Regions from separate parts of the Cricetulus griseus genome. Here region 1 is linked to region 2. The links are chromatin contacts, called in public Micro-C maps. All regions are on one chromosome and are shown on one strand. The core of a region is the stretch at or near the end of the contact, and the rest is flanking DNA. Distances in the headings are between cores, read along the strand shown. Region 1 holds the start of Deptor (DEP domain-containing mTOR-interacting protein). Region 2 holds the start of Mtbp (mdm2-binding protein).

Region 1 (4,973 bases), core at 1,189-3,688, 470 kb after region 2:
TCGTCTACAAAAAGGAATCTGAGGCAAGAGATTAATTGTCCCAAGGTCACAGAGGTAACACATGGTAGAGGCAGAAAAAGAAAACCCGGGGTAGTCTGTTAACATCCTGTACTCTTAATAACCATCCAAGTCTTCTGGACACATTTTACCAGCCTGAGAGACAGAAGTGGTGGTGCAAAGAGAACACTAACACCCATTCATTCCAGCAAGCCCTTGCAGATTGCTCACTAATATGGGAAGCCTGGGGTCAGATCCTCAAAGCACCCCTTGAAACACTTTCATCTTCATGGCAACTTTACAGGTGAGAAAATAGCTCAGATGAGAAAATTCATTTGTCTAAGCTCGGCTACACTGGCTAATAATCACATGGTGTGTATCAACACCGGTGTAAACACTTACTGCAATAAGCCTCGTAATCAACGCTGCAAGGTTAAAACAAAACAAAAAACAAAATAAAAACCTACTGCAAGGCAAATTCCATTGTTACTCGTCTTTCTTGCCTAAATAACTTGTCCAAGGCCCTATTCTAGCTAAGTAAAGGGCAAGGCCAGGATTCATGCTGCCTTAAAGCCCTCCTCAAAACAAAGTCATGGTAACACTAGGCTACATGGAGGAGGAACAGAAATTCAAAGCCAGATCTAACTCGGAGTGAGAACTTATTTACACTTCTGTCTGCAGAACTGTGGCTGGAAAGCCAGCAAGTGCTCTGAGGAACCTGAAGAAGGTACATTTTGGTTGTTGGAGACAGGGTGTCTCTGTAACTCTGGAGCCTGGCCTGGAATTCGCTATGTAGACCAGGCTGGCCTGGAACTCATAGAGATCCACCTGCCTCTGCATCCCAAGTACTGGGATTAAAGCTGTGTGCCATCACTGCCTGGCTAAGATGCAGCCAGCCTCTTGAAGGAGAAAGTGACACAATAATGTTTGTAAACGAAACGCAAAGTAAGAAATCCCATCCAGGGAAGCCTTTTCAAACAGCAATACAATAAGTAAAGAGCAAAGCACTAAACTATCAAGAAAATCAGACTAAATCAGAAAAGCTTTACATCATCTTCTTAATTAGAGATACTCTTGCATCATCTTCTTAATTAGAGATACTCTTGATGAAGGGAAACAGGTTTTTAGTTCCCTGTAATTGTGGCCACACACTTGAAATTTAACAAGGAACCAAAATGCGTGATTTTCCTTTTGTCGCGCTAGACTATATCGTCCTGGTTTTGAACACCTACTTCCTCAAACCGAGCCCTGCAAAGCCAATGGTTTACCAGGCCTCCAGGGACCTTTGCAAAATTCTCCTTCAAGTCTTGAAATAGCCTTTTAGAAATCGAAATCAGCAGGAGAAAAAAAAAAAAATCAAGCCAAGTACTAGGGGAAAATAGCGCACATCTTTCTGGTTGGACCGGGGGCTCGTGGTTCAAGTTCTGGCAGAAACGTCGTAGAGCCGGATTCATTTTAACTGGCAGTCGGATTTATGACCACAAGAGCGGCAGCTGCGGAAGCCCAAGCCTTAGGCATATGCCCAAGAAAAAGGAACAGGAAGCGAAGGGAATGCCAAGGGGGCCCTGGAGGTCAGGGCTTGTTCCTGGATTTCTGACATTGGGCAAGTGATAATTCTAGGAAAAGTGCGGGGCGATCGGCCAAACTCCAGGGTCCCAAACGTGGGCCCTAAACAAGGTACTTCCACGCCCCCTTGCGGACCCAAGTGACAACTGACGATGTGCCAATTAAGGGATAGGTAGAGGGCTCGGAGAGGTTTTCCAAGACGAGCCTTCATGGGACTGGCAGAGATCGGTCCCTAAGTGAACCGAGACTCAAGGAAGGGAAGCTTGCCTTGCTAGCAACAAGAGAAGCGCAACGCAAGGCACTCGTGGAGCTCGCTGGTGCCTTTTATCTGGAGGTGCAGGGGCTGCGGTCCGACCCGACCCTGCTTTGGGGACCGTGCCGGCTAGCTAGGCTGTGTCATCAGGGGAAGCTCGCACCGGGCGAGCCCGCGGGGACGCAGGGCTGCAGAAGCCCAGCATGCACCATGCGTCCCCGGCATCGGTCCCTGCAGCTGCAAGTCCCGGGGCTGCAGCCGCCCCACGCGCCCGCGCCACCAGCCTGGCGCGAGCCACATGGAGCTCGCCCTCCGGACGGCCGCGGGCAGCGCGACCCTCTGCTTACCGGAGCTGCTCCCCGGTGACCAGGACTTCAGCCATGCGCTCCAGCTCTCTCTGCTGCGCCCCGCCACTGCCGCCGGCGTTGCTGTCGCTGCCGCCGCCGCCGCTGCCCTCCTCCATGCTCCCGACCGCGCCGCTGCCACTCTGCAAGCCTTCGCTGGCCCGCCGGGTGCCTGGCGTTCCGATCAGCCTGCCCTCGCCGAAGCCGCTCCGGCCATCTTTGTTCCTGGCGGTCCCGTGGCTCGGACGCGATTGGCTGGCGAGGGAATCCCTGCGGGCAAGCAGAAGATTTGGGCGAGTCCCGCCCTGGAACTTCGAGCCTGGGGGCGTGGCCTGGCCGCTCGCTCGTGGTCCGGGGGCGGAGCCAAGGAGAAAAATATAAACATCTGGGCGGGGCGGTGGGCGAGCAGTGTTTCTTCAGGAGGTTGAGCTTTTTCTCCTTTTATATTTCTTTCTTTCTTTTTTTTCACTCCACTCCCAAACTCATGCTGGGGAATTTTGCATTTAAAAATTTTGCATTTTTACTGTGTTTCCCATAGCCGAGTTGCAAAGGATAAAAATGAGAACAATATGCTCCATCAACGAGCAATCCAGGATGTCGCTGAAGGGCTATGCCACTCTTTTTGAGCACTTTCCCTGAAGGCAGCCTACTACCTTAAGTGGAGTCAGTAAAGCATCTTGGCCTGAGGTTTAAAAAGACTAAGACTCTGGCTTCATTCCTGTGATTTCCTACCTAAATGCTCTTAATTCTTTCTTACAATAATTGTAGCTAGCACCTGTCCACACCTGGTGCATTAGAGGTGTTTCGGGTAGGTTGATGCCTTGCTTAGTTTTTGCAGATCATAATCCTAGCATGGCCTTCCTTTAACATCCAGAAAGCGACTCGGAGGAGTGAGGTAATTTCTCTCATGCAAGCAGGCAAGGTCATTCTAGATTGTAGGCTGTGTTTTAAAACAACTGCAAGTTTCCAAGCGTGGTGACACACCTGTGTCCCCACAACTTCAGAGGATGACACAGGAAGATGTTGAGTTTGAAGAAGACTGGGCTACATAGATGCCTTGTCTCATAAAACAAACTAGGACAAAAGAAGCACACCTGGCAAAATGAGCAATGCAGTAAAGAGTGAAGTTAAATGCGTTTGAATGGCAGACATGGTCTAAAATGTTCACAAAAAAATCGGTTGTCCTCGTCCCTTTTCATTTTGGGTTTGTAAACTTCCACATAGCTGCAATTCAGAGGTTGTGTCTTTCATGGTTGGATAAATATTTTGAAGTGTCTTTGAATTTCCCTTCTGTAAGATACCGGCACTTGTTTCTATGTACCTTGTCACAGTCCTAGGACAGTAATACCTGTGAGAAGATGCAGGGAGTGTCACCTCATACCATATCCCATGCTGTTATGAATCTTACTTGACCCTGCTGAAGATGAGGTCTGACCCTTACTGGGCACAAAAATAGAACATTTAACATTTTGCAAAGCCCAATCATTGGTAAACAAAACCATTGCAGTCCCATTTTAAGAGACGGATTAAAATATGTTGTTTGAGATAGAATCTTGCCATGTAGCCCAGGTTGACATCAAACTCAGGATCCCCCTGCCTTAACCTCCCAAGGGCTGGGGTTACAAGCACTGAGTATCATATTCTGATCTATTTTTTTTTCAACAGGAAAACTCACATTAGTCTTCCTAGTGCTCAAAAAAGACCAGTCCTCACGGTTTGCTGGAGTATTGAACAGTATTTTGAGCTTTTATTTATGTTTGTGCTTTATCTGACACCTCAAACCTTTTTAATGTTGTTTAATTTATTCTCACAAAACCCTGTTAGATATTAGTGCTTCAAACACAAATGGGAAAGGAGAATTGTTTGTCTAAGTTTCACAACTAGTAAGTTAGGCAGCCCTTCGATGCTTATTCTTTTATTTATTTATTTATTTATTTATTTATTTATTTATTTATGCAAGACAGGGTTTCTCTGTATTACTTTGGAGCCCGTCCTGGAATTTGCTTTGTGGACCAGGCTAGCCTTAAACTCACAGAGATCTACCTGTCTCTGCCTCTTGAGTGCTGGCATTAAAGGTGTGTGCCACCACCACTTGCCAATGCTTATTCTATAGATTTTCAAGACTATGCTCAGCCACATTCCAGAAAGGAAATAATTCCTCTTAACAGAATATCTTAGGCAACCCCTCTGCCAAAAAGAAATTATGCTTATTACTTTTATAAACAGACAATATTTTAAAAAGTGGACCAAGAGCAACAGCTTTTAGTTAAATGTGATTCCAAGGGTCTCATTTTGATAGTATAACCTTTATTCACAGTAATGGAGGTAGATGGCCTAGACTTAATGAGAGTTAACACCTGTCTGTTTCTCATGGTTTTATTTTTGGTTTTGGTTTGGTTTGGGTTTTTTGAGATAAGGTTTCTCCGTGTAGTCTGGCTGTCCTAGAGCTCAGAGGTCTGCTTGTCTTTGCCTTGGAAGTGCTAGGATTAAAGGTGAGCACCACCATGCCCAGCTGTTGTTTCTTGTGTTTTAAGTTTTATGCTTATTACACAGAAAATTGAGGTTTGTTTTTGTTTTGTTTTTTTGGCATGGGCGATTCTCTTACCCAAGCAATCTTGATTTTCATTCTATTTTCGTCTAAGTTTGCAATCTTATAGTAGTCACTAATTCTCTTTGGTTCTGAGTTTCAATTGATAAAACAGGAAGAATAACTCTTACTTTCTAGGGATTGGTCTTTGACCTTTATGAAATAATGCTTTCATTAAATAAAATTTTGAAGATCCATTTTAATAATAAAATTTTGTATATTTATG
Region 2 (5,555 bases), core at 194-2,693:
AGTTATCAAACTAACTGATTTCCAATAAAATGCTGGGCCAGATTGGGGGCAGGGGTTTTTGCTATACTGTGATAACTTACCAGGAAATGTAGCGTCATCCGGCCGGCTGGAATCATTGATGCTTCTCTTCAAGAGGTGATAAATAGTGGATGCCGTCAAGTCTGCCAAAGTAAGGGCCTAGCACAGTCATGTTACTCGGCGGGCTCAAGGGTTAACAGAATCTAGCCCTGTTTCAACTTCACTATCAGAGGACCTGAATGAAGGCCAGAATGTTGGATACAGAATACGCGTGGACTAAGATTCTATTCAAGTGCTGATGAACTAAATTTCAGCAGGCAGAGAAAATAGTCAAGGCTGCTGGTTCGTCCATGCTAGTCAGTAACAAGAAACCAAAGACTTCCTGCCAAAATGAACCATATACATTTCTTCCTCAAAAACAAACAAAAAAATCTGCTTGACCAAAACGAGGAAAATGCAACGAGACTAGACAGAGGCATCAAAAAGCAATGTAATCAAAAGCAGCTAAAATCGTTTAAAAATCTGTAATTTAAAAAAAAAAAAAAAGGAAAAAGGGCCGGAGAGAATGGCTCAGAGGTTAAGAGCACTGACTGCTCTTCCAGAGGTCCTGAGTTCAATTCCCAGCAACCACATGGTGGCTCACAACCATCCGCTAGGAGATCTGGTGCCCTCTTCTGGTGTGCATGGAAGCAGAATGCTGTATGCATGATAAATAAATAAAATCTTAAAAAAAAAAAAAGGAAAAAGTGCCGCGTGTCTCCTGCATAGAATGTAACCCGAGATCCGTGGAATCTATGTCTTTCTGCATTTTCTTCAAGGTGGAACAGACACACTTCCTAAATACACACCTGCCCAGAGGGCAGAAATTCTAGTCATGCCCCAGCTCAGTGTGCCCAACCCTTGGGGCACTGGGATCCACCACCCACACGTGAGCCTATCTTTCTTCCTGACCACACTGTTGGAAACTCGGAGGAAACTTCCTCAGGGAGGGCAGCGTCCCGGGACGGACGTCCGGCCCGCGCTCCTGCCACCCCCGGGGACCCCCTCAGAAACTCCGATCCCCTGGGCTCCCCGCGCGCTTTCCCGCCTCTTCTCAGCCCGGAGCTTACGAGGCTGCTTCTCGGTGCAGTCCGGGGACGCCGCCGCCTCCGTCCCGGGTTCGCTGTCCCCTCCTGCGGGCGACGGAAGCGTGCCTTCCCTCCAGGTGACGAGCAGCAAGTAGCGATCCATGTCCTTCGCGCCCAGACTCCATCCAGTTCTGGGGCTCCAAAGAGCCGCGCGCCGCGCGCACTTCCGGTTTCCCGCCGCCCGGCTCGCTATCCAGCCGGGAATGATGTCCCCGGGGCGCTTTTCGCGCCGATGACTCGGGGAAACGACGCTCTGGGTAAGCCACTCTCCTTGGCCCTGTTTCGTAACGAAAGGGCTCCGGGAGGCGCGGTGCCGGAGCGTGGCGGAGAAGCAGCCGACGAGCGCTCGCCCGCGGTAGGAACCCTCGTGCTGCGTTGTCTTTGTTTCCGGCCGGACTCGTGGGGGGTCGCTGGTACGGCGACCGGGCGAGTGGAAGCGAAAGGGACGCCGGAAGTCGGGGAGCATGTCCAGCTTCTCTAGGGCGCCGCAGGTGAGCTCGCGCGCCTCCGGAGGGGTGGTGTGCGCCGGGCGCTCGCCCGAGTGCAGAGCGGCGGTCTCCGCGGGGACTCGGTGCAGATGCTGAGCCTTCGGGGAAGAAGCGGCTGACACCCGTGGCCCGGAAGCTCCTGGCGGAGTCACGGGCCGGGGGTGGGGGGTCGGGACTCGGGCCACCGCTTTGACATCTGTGCTTGGCTACGGCTGCCCGTTTCGTGGCTGCCGTTGCTCGCACACAGCCCTGGGAGCGTTCCGGGGAGACAGTGAGTGGAACGGCTGAAAGTTGGTCAGTTTTGTCTGCTGCAGTGGAGTCTGGCGGGGAAGGGAGAGGGTGGAGCTGCGTGTGGTTGAGCACAGTGTGTGTCTAGCATCTGGGTTCCGTCCCCACGGAGCCCGCCTGTTATTCCAGCACTTGGGAGGTGGAGGAAGGAAGGAAGATGCTAAGTTCGGGGTCAGCCTTCTCGGCTCCATTGCAAGCTTGAAGTCGGCCTGCGCTACGTGAGACTTGTCGCAAAAGAACTGAAGGATGGGGAGTTGTTTGGCGGTTTTGACCTGGACGCCTTAGGCATTAAAAAGACCTAGCACCCAGGCTGCCAGAAGGAAGATGTTCACAGATGTCGATCTGTGTGTGAAGGAGAAAAGGAGGAAATGAGTTTGGATTGCTATTCTAGTATACCATGCGAGACGCTCATGCACGAGTGAGGCTAAAACACTGGAGTGGTGAACAGCCCGCAGTATGTATTAAAGGATCGAACGTGGGCGAAAGAAGAAACAAGAGTGACGTCGAAGAATTCTGGTTTGGGCAACCGGAAGGCGGTGGTGTAGGGAACACGGGAACCGAAGCAGATTTTAGGGAGAAGAGACGGAATTGTGGTTTTTGTGTGTTAATCCAAGATGACTCCTAGCCTAATGCCACTCGAAGTTCAGCTCCTTTAAGTGTGGTTGCTGCCTGTCTGTAATGAGGTAAATACAGGATGTGAAAATTAATGTCTTTAAACTTTGACAGCAAGTTGACATTGTGGCAGCTTTTGTATTGTTTGTCAAACTGTTTTAAGGATTGGTCTCCATGGGATGGGGGAAACTTGTCTTTGCGTATGCATGGGCTAGCTTAAAGTTTAGGATAACTAATATGAAACCCCAAGCTGAATTGTATTTTTCTAGCAGATATGCATAATGAAAGCACCTGGCCAAGAGTTTTCCGGAATAGAGATAGATAATTTTCTTAGTTTGGAGATATTGAAGAGCGTGATTTTTCTCAGGTGACATAAAGAGGTCTGTTGAAGACAAGCCTATAATACCAGATACTCTGGAGGCTGAAGTGGGAGGGTTGTGAGTTCAAGCCTTTGTGGGGTACAGAGCGAGTTCACGGCCAAACTGAGTAACTCAGCAGAACTGACTCAAAGGCATTAACGGGGCTAGTGATGTGTTTCAGTTTTGTGGAGTGCTTGCCTAGTATCCCCAGTGTCTCACATACACATAGAAATGTTGGATTTCAGTTGTGCTTTTCTGATCATGCAGTTGTGTTTAACTCTCTTAGAACTGAGGTCTTAAATTATCTTCAGTTGACAACTAGCCACCCAACTTTCTGTATAAATACACTTACTATCTCTATACAGTAATGAGAGAAGACTTTAGAGCTGGTAAAGAAAACAAAATGCACACACACATACATTTTAGTCATAGTCTGTTTTTCAAAGTAATTGTTGGCATTAATTGTAGAATACAGACGATGGCATGTGATAATGTATTTAATTATTTCCATTCTAACTAGGATTTTCTTCATCTTTTTTCTTTATTTTCAAGCAATGGGCCACTTTTGCTCGAATATGGTATCTCTTAGATGGCAAGATGCAGCCCCCTGGCAAACTTGCAGCTATAGCATCAAAAAAGCTTCAAGGACTACATAAACCAGTGTACCACCAGCTGAGTAAGTACTGTTGTAGACCCCTCATTAGCAGATATAGTGTACACTCCAGAAGAGGAACTTGTGAAGCTTATGGAACTGTGTTTAAGGGTCCCTTTCTGTGGGTATATGAGGATTCTGTATTCTCTTCCTTTTGGCAGTCCTCATCCAGTGCTAAACTGAATTTGACTTACTGAAAGAAAACACTCTTACCAACAGTAAATCACCAGTAGCCCTTACTTCAGCTCTAATAGTGTCCTGACTTGCACTGTAAATTAGGATTCCCTTCTTACCCATCTCTTCTCATGTGACATGGCTTTGAGTAGAGAGTTGTTTTTTTTTTTAACAGCAGTCCTGCCTGTTTTCTAAAAATTCTTCCCTAGAAAGATAGAGCTAGCTAAATATGGTAGGTTGCTTTAGGCAAGGTTTTCCTGTTCTGCAGCTGCTCTCGAATAATCACTCAGAGGCTTAATACTAATTACAAATGTTCAGCCAATAGCTCAGGCTTATGACTAACTAGCTCTTACATTTTAAGTTAACCTGTATTCCTTATTAGCACTCTGCCATGTGGTGGTGCCTTTATTAGCATAGCATGCTCATCTCCTGCTCCCTCTGTGCCTGGCTGGTGACTGCTCTGACTCGGCCCTTCTTCCTACCAGCATTCTCCTCGTCTGGCTCTCCTGCCTAACCTTATCCTGTTCAGCTATTAGCCAGTCGGCTTCTTTATTAAACCAATGAGAGCAATACGTATTTACAGTATACAGAAGGATTGTCCACAGCAGGTTGCCTTTTACTATTGAATTAAAGATTTGCTTTCTGTGTGCTCTTTCTAAAATGATAAACCTGTTTTCATTTTACAAGAGTTAGGCTTGTAGGCGTTTTTTGGGTAGACTTTGTTTACCGAGACATTTCCTCTCACTAAAAAGTGGATGTATCCCATAGCCCAGCCCGGAACCTCTTTTCTATCATTAAATGACTGATTTCTGTCTCAGGGCTCTACAAACTATGTGTGTTCGAATCCTTCCAGATACCTGTCTCTAGTTTTGACATGTCTGCTACACTCATGTGTCCAGTTTCTGCTTAGCGTGTCCTCTTGGGTACCCAGTATTTATCTTCAGTAAATTAGCCCAATTAGAGACATCTTACTCCTGAATTTTCCCTACCCAAACCAGCCTGTCCTCAGTTTCCTCCTTCTCTATTTCTAAGTTACATGACTCTTTTCTCAGTTCCCATGCCCTGCATAAGTATGCCTAATTTAAAAATTAGAAAGCAGCATTCCTGCAGCCTGTCAGCTTTTCACTCTCTCCCTCTCTTCTTTATTGAACTGTTGTTCTCCACACTGTCTGGCTCATACATAGTTCCTGCACAGACTAAGCTAAGTTATCTTTTCCAAAACTACAGAATAAAAAGCAATTGTTATGCATGTCCCCTCTGGGACTTAGGTCTGTGGCTCCTGAACTTCTAACATTATCCCATCTGTCCTCTGAGCAATCCTCTAAGGCCTGCTGCTGTCTCCTTGATTGGACTAAGCACATTTTTGCTTGGGTCCCTTTCATTCTCTTCTCTGCCTGCGTGTTCTTCCCCAGTCCTGCAAGCTTCACTCCTTTGGGTCCTTTGACATTTCTGCCCTGAACAAGGCCTTCCTTGAGCCCTCTGTCTAGTTGCCCATTCACCCATTAAGCCTTTACTTTGCCATTTTTTATCATTCTTATCATTAATTTGCCATTATGTGTCACTTGACATGAGCATACTTTCTGTCCACCTTTCTTCACTAGACTTGAATGTAAAAAAGAAACAAGAGCTCTAAGTACCCATGTTAAGGGGAATGTAAAAAGTGTTTGTTGTATGGATGTTTGCATTTATAAATACTAGTTAAGAAAATGAAAAGGAAAAAACAAAAAACTTTCATCTAAGGCCTTGACATTTGAGCTGCTAAATTTTGCCATGGAGCTGGAGCAAAAGAATTCAAATGATTGAATTTATCTAAGAGCACAGGTTTGTAATTTTTCTT

The links. A called contact is a pair of places that touch in the nucleus more often than the background predicts.
Region 1: a Micro-C map of the CHO-K1 cell line shows a contact between it and region 2, with 5 times the contacts expected there. The contact joins the promoter of Deptor here to the promoter of Mtbp in region 2. A contact is called at or near these places in 6 of 8 Hi-C or Micro-C datasets (the CHK-Q cell line, the CHL-YN cell line, the CHO-K1 cell line and 1 more).

What each region holds. Positions count from the first base shown.
Region 1 is chr10:32,384,062-32,389,034 of CriGri-PICRH-1.0, forward strand. Deptor (DEP domain-containing mTOR-interacting protein) reads right to left here and starts at 2,439. Exons shown (of 9, transcript XM_027431694.2): 1 at 2,164-2,439. The coding sequence starts at 2,279.
Region 2 is chr10:31,911,320-31,916,874 of CriGri-PICRH-1.0, forward strand. Mtbp (mdm2-binding protein) reads right to left here and starts at 1,444. Exons shown (of 20, transcript XM_035449696.1): 1 at 1,128-1,444; 2 at 81-161. The coding sequence starts at 1,248. Mrpl13 (39S ribosomal protein L13, mitochondrial) reads left to right here and starts at 1,472. Exons shown (of 7, transcript XM_027431690.2): 1 at 1,472-1,636; 2 at 3,445-3,568. The coding sequence starts at 1,610.